Regions from separate parts of the Muntiacus reevesi genome. Here region 1 is linked to region 2. A link is a contact called in public Hi-C data. All regions are on one chromosome and are shown on one strand. The core of a region is the stretch at or near the end of the contact, and the rest is flanking DNA. Distances in the headings are between cores, read along the strand shown.

Region 1 (4,136 bases), core at 1,236-3,735, 210 kb after region 2:
TGAAACATTAACTATGAGCCATGCGGCAAGGCGGCTCTGCTGGGTCCCCTGGTCACCCTGCTGCTCTCTGCCCGGGTGCCCCTCCCCAAGAAAGTCTCTCGATTTGTCAGCATGTGTGTCTCCTCCGACAATTCATTTTTCCGAGTGTTAGACAAGAGTCCACTCTCGGGCCCTGAAGGGGTCCCCCTTCCTGCAACAATGGCACATGATAGCCATGAGAAAACAATACTTTCAAGACTGACTTTGAAAGGACTTCTATGTATCAAAAATGGAAATAAAAATGCATATAATTCTCTTGGGAATTTAAAGAAGCTTACACCAAGAAGCTTAAGAATTCTTAGCAAATTCGAATACGCTCTCTAGATGTAATACATAATGAAAATTAATTTACAATGTAATGGTAAATTTTTACAAATGAAAAATATGAAATATTATATGAGAATAGTATATTTTATATAAATATATTTATAAAAATCATATGCCTTAAATGTTATAAATATATAACTTTATATGTTTATATAAATATATTTAATATTTCAGATACAATATTTGAATTTTTATATGTAAAATAATAAAAATATAACATGCTACATATAAAATGTTAAAATGATTATATCAGGATAAAAACTGTATATATTGGAAATGCAATTACCATTTAAAATCTGTGCATTGGGGGAAAAAACTGAAATAAATGCACAGGAATGTTAACACAGTATTTGTATTTGTGTGATGAGACCCTGGCTGTCATTTTCTTTTCTCCATTATGCTAAATCTTTTTTAATGGACTATGCACTACTTTTACAATAAAACAATTTTTAAAAAGAAAGGAAATAAATGAGAAGGAGCACTGCTGAGAGGTAAGGAAATGGCATAATTAAAGCAGCTGGTTACCATTTAAAGTATAATTAAACTTTTACTCTGGCAAGGAACTTTTTAGGAGATCATAAATGATAACTAAGTTATATAGTATTTGTGCTGGAGAGACACCCTGCCTAATTTTGTCATTTGACAAGTACAACGAAAAGTTACGTTTATATGATGCTTTATAGTTTACCAAATGCTTTCAAAATGTCACATCATCTATCCTTCAAAGAATCCCGTGAGACAGATTCATAAGACCCACTTCAGGTCTTCCCAAGTGGCGCAAGTGGTAAAGAACCTGTCTGCCAATGCAGGAGACAAAACAGACGCGGGTTCGATCCTTGGGTCGGGAAGATCCCCTGGATCTCCGCAACCCAGTTAGGTATTCCTGCCTGGAGAATCCCAAAGACATTCGAGACTGGTGAGCTACAGTCCATGGGGTCGCAAAGAGTCGGACAGACTAAAGCGATTAGCACGCCCCACTTGCAGGATCAGAAAACCGAGGGCTAGAGAGATAATGTATTTATTAATAGTATTTACCATTTACCGACTGATCACTCAAAGTGTTAAGCACAACAGTCATGTGAAAATTATCACCACTTTACAGATCAGAAAACTGAAGGGCATAGGTTACAGCTGAGAGTCACCGTTCTGACTCGAAGCCACAATTTGAAACAGAGGAGTCGAGTTATAATCAACTTTGCGGAGTCTTAGTGGAAGAGTCGAGCCCAATACCCTATGCTCTCTCTACTCCACTGGTCTCCCCTCCTCGCCTACGATTCTTTGAAGAATGACTTAGGTTGACAACCACTATGGGAGTCTAGAGAGAAAAAGACCAGGTCCAGTAATAACCAAAAACTAACGCTGGCGGAGGGCCTGGTCTCAGGAGGAAGGCAAGGCAGTGAATAACAGAACGGAGGGGGCAAGTTTAACAAGTCTTAACATATACACATTGGGCTGGGGGTGCAGAGGAACAACAACATAAATCACGAATCCTGCACCTGACGCTCGCGTTCCTAGGTTCAATTCCTAGAGAGCCTTTTCTGTTCACCTCAACTGCTGCCCGCCGACAACCCCTGGGTTGAGGTCCTACTTAACAGAAAACGCTGGAACAAACCCCACGGTGGGCCAGGCAGAAACAGAGAAGCAACGAGTATTGTAGCTAACAGTGGACGGGGAACTAGGCACCGTGACCACATCTGAGCGGCACCCGAGGGGCCTCGGGCCACCACCGAGGGGAGAAAGAGCCCAGCGCTCGCGGCGAGGACCGAGACCCCGAGAAGAGCCGCGGTGCTGGGACTGCCGCCCGCCGCGGCTTGTCCTGGGGCTTGGAGGCCGGCCCAGGAGCCTGGCTACTCACGTTGCACTAGCCGGTCTGCGGAGAAGGTGGAGGAACAGCTAGTAACGAGCGCGCAGGGGACGCCCGCAGCCATCTCTGCGCCCGCGAACCGGTTCCTTCCCGGAGCCACTTCCGCCTTGGGCGATACCACGGTCGCCGGCGCGCGGGGGAGACGCCCAAGGAAAGCGCATTCTCAGAAGGCACGGCCGGCCCTGCCTCCTCCCCGCCCCCTCTTCCGCTCCCGGCGTGGACCAGGCTGGGCTTCACTTGGCGTTGCCATGGGGACGAGCTCCCTCCACTGCAAGTTCCCGAGTCTGGAGACCGCGCCTTCCTGGGGAGGGATCCCCGCCGTGCTGTAGGCATGGCCCAGGAGAAGGAAAACGAAGACCCCGTCGGATCTATCTTAATCCAGGTGGGAAATGGGCCTCTCCTAACCCTGTCCAGCTAGAACCCTTCCAGCAAGCGAGGCCCAGCAGAGCCCATCCACTGACGCTTTCCCACTTAACGTGCCGCTGCTCAGATTGCCTCCAACACCACGGTTTAAGGAACTCCCAAGTGTGCCAACCTAGACCTCTCTCGCCAGCCTCACACACCTCTTGAGCCTGACCCTGGAGGTTGCGCGGTCGAAGTGCGACCAGTCCGCCTCTGGTAAAACTCCAGGACGATACACCCCACTGGGACCTTTACTTTGGAAAAATCCATGTTCCACAGGCACCATTTTTAAATGTTATATTCTGAAAATTTTGATCCTACGATGTAAGGGAAGTGGAGGAGATACAAATCAGACACGTATCTGGGCGGAAGTTGAAATAGGTGAACTGCTTTTGATCTCCTGCATTGCAGGCGGATTGTTTACCAGCTGAGCTACAAGGGAAGCCCTGCTTTTCTTAAGTACCCCAATTTTTTTCGCTCTAAAAGCCCCTTGCATATAATGGAGTTCTGGGGAGGTAATGCACACCACGGTGATTACAGTTAATAATACTGTATATTTGAAAGCGGCTGAGTAAATCTTACAAGTTCTCATCACAAGAAAAAAGTTGTATTATAACTTTACATGGTGATGGATGTTAACTAGCCTCACTGTGGCAATTATTTAGCAATATGTACAAATATTGACTGATGTTGTCTATGTGAAACTAATATAATGTTTATGTCAGTTATATCTCAATAAAAAATAATAAAAATTCCTTACTTGGGAACAAGATAAAAGCTTGCTAATCAAGTTAAATTTTGAATGTGGAAATGTGACAAAAAGCACAGGAAAGTAACTTTCTCTAATCTGAGGGGGGAACATCAGGAAAGTTTTAATTTCTCAGTACAACTTAGTTTGTGACCTTTACACTCAGACTTTTCCAGAATGTTAAAAGCACTACTCCCTCCCCCCACATTTATATGTGATAGTTTTAGAACATTTTTGACATATCATCACCTTTAACTCATATGTAGCTCTACTTAACTAAAAGTTTGAAGTAATTTCCCTAAGGACTATCAAAACTCTACTCAGATCTGCACTTGGTCTAATTTTTCTTCCTGCCATGATTTGGTCTCTTACCTCCCCTCTGGGAGACTTCTTTAAATTCATGTTTCCAAAGTATAAACCCCTAAACTCACCAGTTTTATAGACTTCCCCAATATGAATCATACCCAGATCTTCTTACCTCACCTTTTCTTATCCTTGCTTTCACCATCACCTTAGAATGAGTTTAGCCAAACTGCCAAGTGTGAGGGAAGAATCTCCACCCGACTGCCCTCACTTAGACTCCAGGCACAAGTTCAGGGGTCCCTAGAACTATGCTTATTTCAGACCAGCTGTCTACACTTTTGGAAGCCCCAGCCATGTCACATTGGCTAATTTGCTAGAGCACTCACAAAACTCAGAAAAGCACTATGTTTATAATTACAGTGTTTTTATAGCAAAAGAATAGAAATTAAAATC
Region 2 (3,927 bases), core at 1,026-3,525:
TGGGGTGAAGGGGTAGAGAGAGCCAAGATTAAAAGCCAGTTCAGTCATTGATGAAACTTGAGGCCTTTTCGCTGGATGCCTCTCAACAGAGGGACCTGCCCGATGGCGGTGCAGGTTAATGTGAACGTTTCACACAAGGGCCCTTTTCTCACAGGCACACACCTCCCTTGGTGCTTCTTTAGGTCGTGAGGCTAGGGCCCTTAGTCTTTCATTTCAGGATTTTCAGAAATGATCTGGACGGCACACGGAGGTGCTCTGTAGATGTGCGTGTCTAACTGAACGCTGCTCCCCACTTTGCACCTTTCTCCATGGCACTAACAGCGGCCCCAAGGTGTGGCTCCATTCCTTTAGAGTACTGACTGTTGGCAAAGCTTTTCACATCGGACTCCCACAACCACCCTAAGAGATTGAGAGGAAAGCTATCTCTAGCCTGTTTTCCAGGTGAGCAAACATTTCTTCTGGTGTCACAATAGTGCACCTGTGTAAAGAACTTGGCTTTTGCAGAGCTCCATCTGTGATGTCACCTTCGCCCTCTACAACTCTAGAAGGCAGCTAGCTGGGTGCCGTGTGGGCTGAGGCATCAAAAATCACTGGTTTCTATCCTAACTCTGCAGCTTAGAGCTCTCAAGTATTATAATCTCTGTGCCTCAGGTACTTCAGTTGTAAATGGGCGAGCAGGGACATCTACTTCAAGAGTCACTGTGAAGATGAACTCAGAGGGCATCACTTGGAATGAAGAATGCCATCAATAAAAGTCCTTCCTCCCTTCTCTTTTTCGATGAGAGCCGGAGGAAGGGAATGAAACCAGATTATAATAGCTGTTGGTTAGTTCCAAGGACCGTCCAGGAGTGGGGAGCAGGTCATTAAGCCCCATTTGTGGTTAAGGGGTTTCTCCTTTGAGGTCCAAGCAGGCAAGGAATTAGAAGGAGGGGAGCCCAGAGCTCGGCCCCAGCGGCTGACAGGCCTGCCAGAGCTCATTCTCCCCTTCCAGGCAGGGACCCCTGCAGCTTCTGGGCTGACTTTGTGGATTAGGCCACACCTCACGGGCTCTGTAACGCCCCACCCGCTAGAGGGTTTGCGGATCACTTCTTTCTCACCAAGGGAGTTTCCCGCTGTTAAAAACAAACAAAGGCTAAGAGGTCTGATAGGGGAGGGGCTGCAGGAGAAAGGCCCTGGGCGCCTGGGTAACTCCTGACAGCCACTGAGTGAGGGGGTCTGAGGGTAGACGCCCCAGAATGGTGTTGGTGGAGAGAAAAGCCCCAGAGCGCCCCCATATCCTGGTGTTTCTCGGCTTCCCACTGAAGCTAATTTGGAATATATACGGTCCCCGAAGACTGCCCTTTTGCTCCACTTCTTGCGAGTTCACAGCTTTAAAAACAACAAAACTCTCTCTCCTATTTACTGGGTGTTGAATTTCGGATACTTTGGTTCCCATAGGATTCCAGCACCCTGTAATGAAACTTTTCCTCTACAGATATGTTCTAAGGTTCCCCCATTCATTTCTTCCTGAGCTTAACAATGCCTTTGAGGCCCATTTTCTGCGGGGCACTTGATTCCCAAGGCCCAAGGGACCCCTGACTCCAGCTATTATCCAGGGAGTCACTGGGGTCCCCAAATCGGCACTTCTGAGAGCCTCTCCCTAATCCTTGTTTCACCCGGCCCTGGGGCTCTAAACTGGAACGGTTTCACTGGTGCGAGAATAAAAACAGCCCCCCGAGTCCCCGGCGCCGCCACAGCCCCTGACTGGGATCGGCGCGCCAGGGTCCCGGTGCGCGCCCCGACTTCCTGGGCCTCAGCCTCCCGCGCGTCGTCCTCCCTCGAACCGGGGTCCTCTTAGGAATGCACCGCCTGCCCGTGGCCAGACCGCTCTCCTTGGTTAGTGCGAATCTAACCCTGGGGCCCGCCACTGCAAATGAGTTTCCTGAGTGTGGGTTCCGAGAGCGGTCGCCACGACCCGAGCCCGGCCCTCCCGCCAGGGGCCCCTCTCGCCGCTCCTTTCCCACGACTTCCTCCCGGCGCCCGCTGGACTTCAGGTCGGGGCCGCGCGGAGTCCTGCGCGCTCCAGCCCTGGCGGCCGCTGTCCCAGGTCGCCCACGTGGGCGTGCTCCGCGCCGGGCGGGGGGAAGGCCAGGAGCCCTCCCGGAGGCGGTAGAGGGGGGAGCCGGCAAGGCGCCCGCAGGAGGAGGCGGCGGGGCGCGGGGGAGGAGGCGGGGAGCCCCAGCGGCAAGGGGGCGGTGACAGAGCTTGGAAAGGAGGCTGCACGCGGATTTGCATGAAACACAGACTGGGAGCGGGCGGGAGCAGGAGCGCGGCGTACGCCCCGGGCCGGCCCAGCTAGCGAGCGAGCCGGGAAGGAGGAGGGCAGCGGGGAGGCGAGGCTGCCGAGGCGGAGGGATCTGCGCATCAAAGCGAGCGAGGCGAGCAAAGTTTGGCTGGGGGTTGGACTTTCCTTCCTGGAGGCGGCACCCAAACAGCCACCCCGTGCGGAAACCCAAACTTTCTTTTGCCACTCCGGTCCCCGCGGCCGCCGCCTCCGCCCCGCGTCCCGGGCCTTCCCGATCCCGCTTCACTACCGCCTGCCCGCCGCCCCGCCGTCCTTCTCCCCGCCGTGGGAGACGCCCGGGGCGCAGGGCCGCGCGCCGAGCCCCGCCGGCTGCAGCGCCGCGGCCGGGCCCGGAGAACCAGCAAGTTCGCCGCGAGTTGAAGCGAAGTTTGGGCGGCCGCGGCCGGCCCGGGCTGAGCTCCCCGCTGCGCCCCCGGCGTCCCGCCGCGCCCAGCCCCGCCGGGGGCGCTCATCGCAGCTCGCGCGCCCTCCCCAACCATGTCGTCCATCCTGCCTTTCACTCCCCCGATCGTGAAGCGCCTGCTGGGCTGGAAAAAGGGCGAGCAGAACGGGCAGGAGGAGAAGTGGTGCGAGAAGGCAGTCAAGAGTTTGGTCAAGAAGCTTAAGAAGACGGGGCAGCTGGACGAGCTGGAGAAAGCCATCACCACGCAGAACGTCAACACCAAGTGCATCACCATCCCCAGGTGGGGGCTGGAGGGACTGTTGGGCGCGCCCGCCCAGCCCCAGAGCGTGGCGGGGCCGGCCTGGTGGGATTGGAGCAGGAGGGATCGTGTGTATGTGTACACGAGGGGTGGGAACGCAGGCAGGAAGCGGGTGAGGGGGGACCCCAAACAAAACCTTTTCTAGATTTGCAAAGATTCGGAACCCGGGACTTCCACGCGGCACTCGCTCTCGCAGACCTCGCATTGGCTTTTCACCTCCGGGAAAGGGGGTGCTGCAGGATCGCCCCCCCCCCCCACCCGGGGAGCTGCGGGATAGAACTTGAGGCCCGCTTTGTTCAGCTCCGCGGGCCCGAGCCCCTCCTCCGCCGCCGCCTCCCGCCCCCGCGGCCCGCGCTCGTGGAGGTGGTGGTGTCTCTCCCTTTCTTTTCTTCATTCCTGTCCCCCCACTTCTTTCCTTCTCGACAGGAATGCAGTCCGTACAGCTGGGGCTGTGGGTGAGGAGCGGGAGCCTCGTGATTGACAGATTCCTTCTTCGTTCTCTCTTTGCCTTCGGGATTAGCATTTTTATCGAGTATTTTTAGATTCGGTTGTGCCAGTCTCCCGCCCCCTCCGCACACACGCACTTTAGTTGCAGTGCAGCGCTCTGACTTTCAAATGAGAGAGATAAGTGGCGGAGAGTGGGGTCTGCTCCCCCGCCTCCCCCGGCTGTTTTTTGCCCTTCTTTCAGGCTGAGATTGCGGGTGGGTGCCGAAAGGAGGGGGGTCTGGAGCCGAGGAGATAACAAAACGCACTCCAAAGTGGGCCTCGCATCGGCCCTCGCATTCCTACGGAGCCCTCCTTCCCAAAGCGCTTTGCCATCTGTCTGGACCTCCTTTATCCTCCACTTCGTGCTAGCTAGATCTGGCAGGAGCTCACAGATGG

What was found. Hi-C and Micro-C count contacts between places; a contact is called where the count stands out from the background.
Region 1: a contact with region 2 is called in a Hi-C map of muscle, with 4 times the contacts expected there. The contact joins the promoter of LOC136172034 here to the promoter of SMAD3 in region 2. A contact is called at or near these places in 2 of 3 Hi-C or Micro-C datasets (blood and muscle).

Annotation. Positions count from the first base shown.
Region 1 is chr7:13,999,868-14,004,003 of mMunRee1.1, forward strand. It overlaps LOC136172034 (IQ domain-containing protein H-like), which reads left to right and starts at 2,486. Exons shown (of 6, transcript XM_065941157.1): 1 at 2,486-2,612. The coding sequence starts at 2,562. AAGAB (alpha and gamma adaptin binding protein) reads right to left here and starts at 2,347. Exons shown (of 9, transcript XM_065941400.1): 1 at 2,222-2,347. The coding sequence starts at 2,294.
Region 2 is chr7:13,790,313-13,794,239 of mMunRee1.1, forward strand. It overlaps SMAD3 (SMAD family member 3), which reads left to right and starts at 2,276. Exons shown (of 9, transcript XM_065940034.1): 1 at 2,276-3,027. The coding sequence starts at 2,822.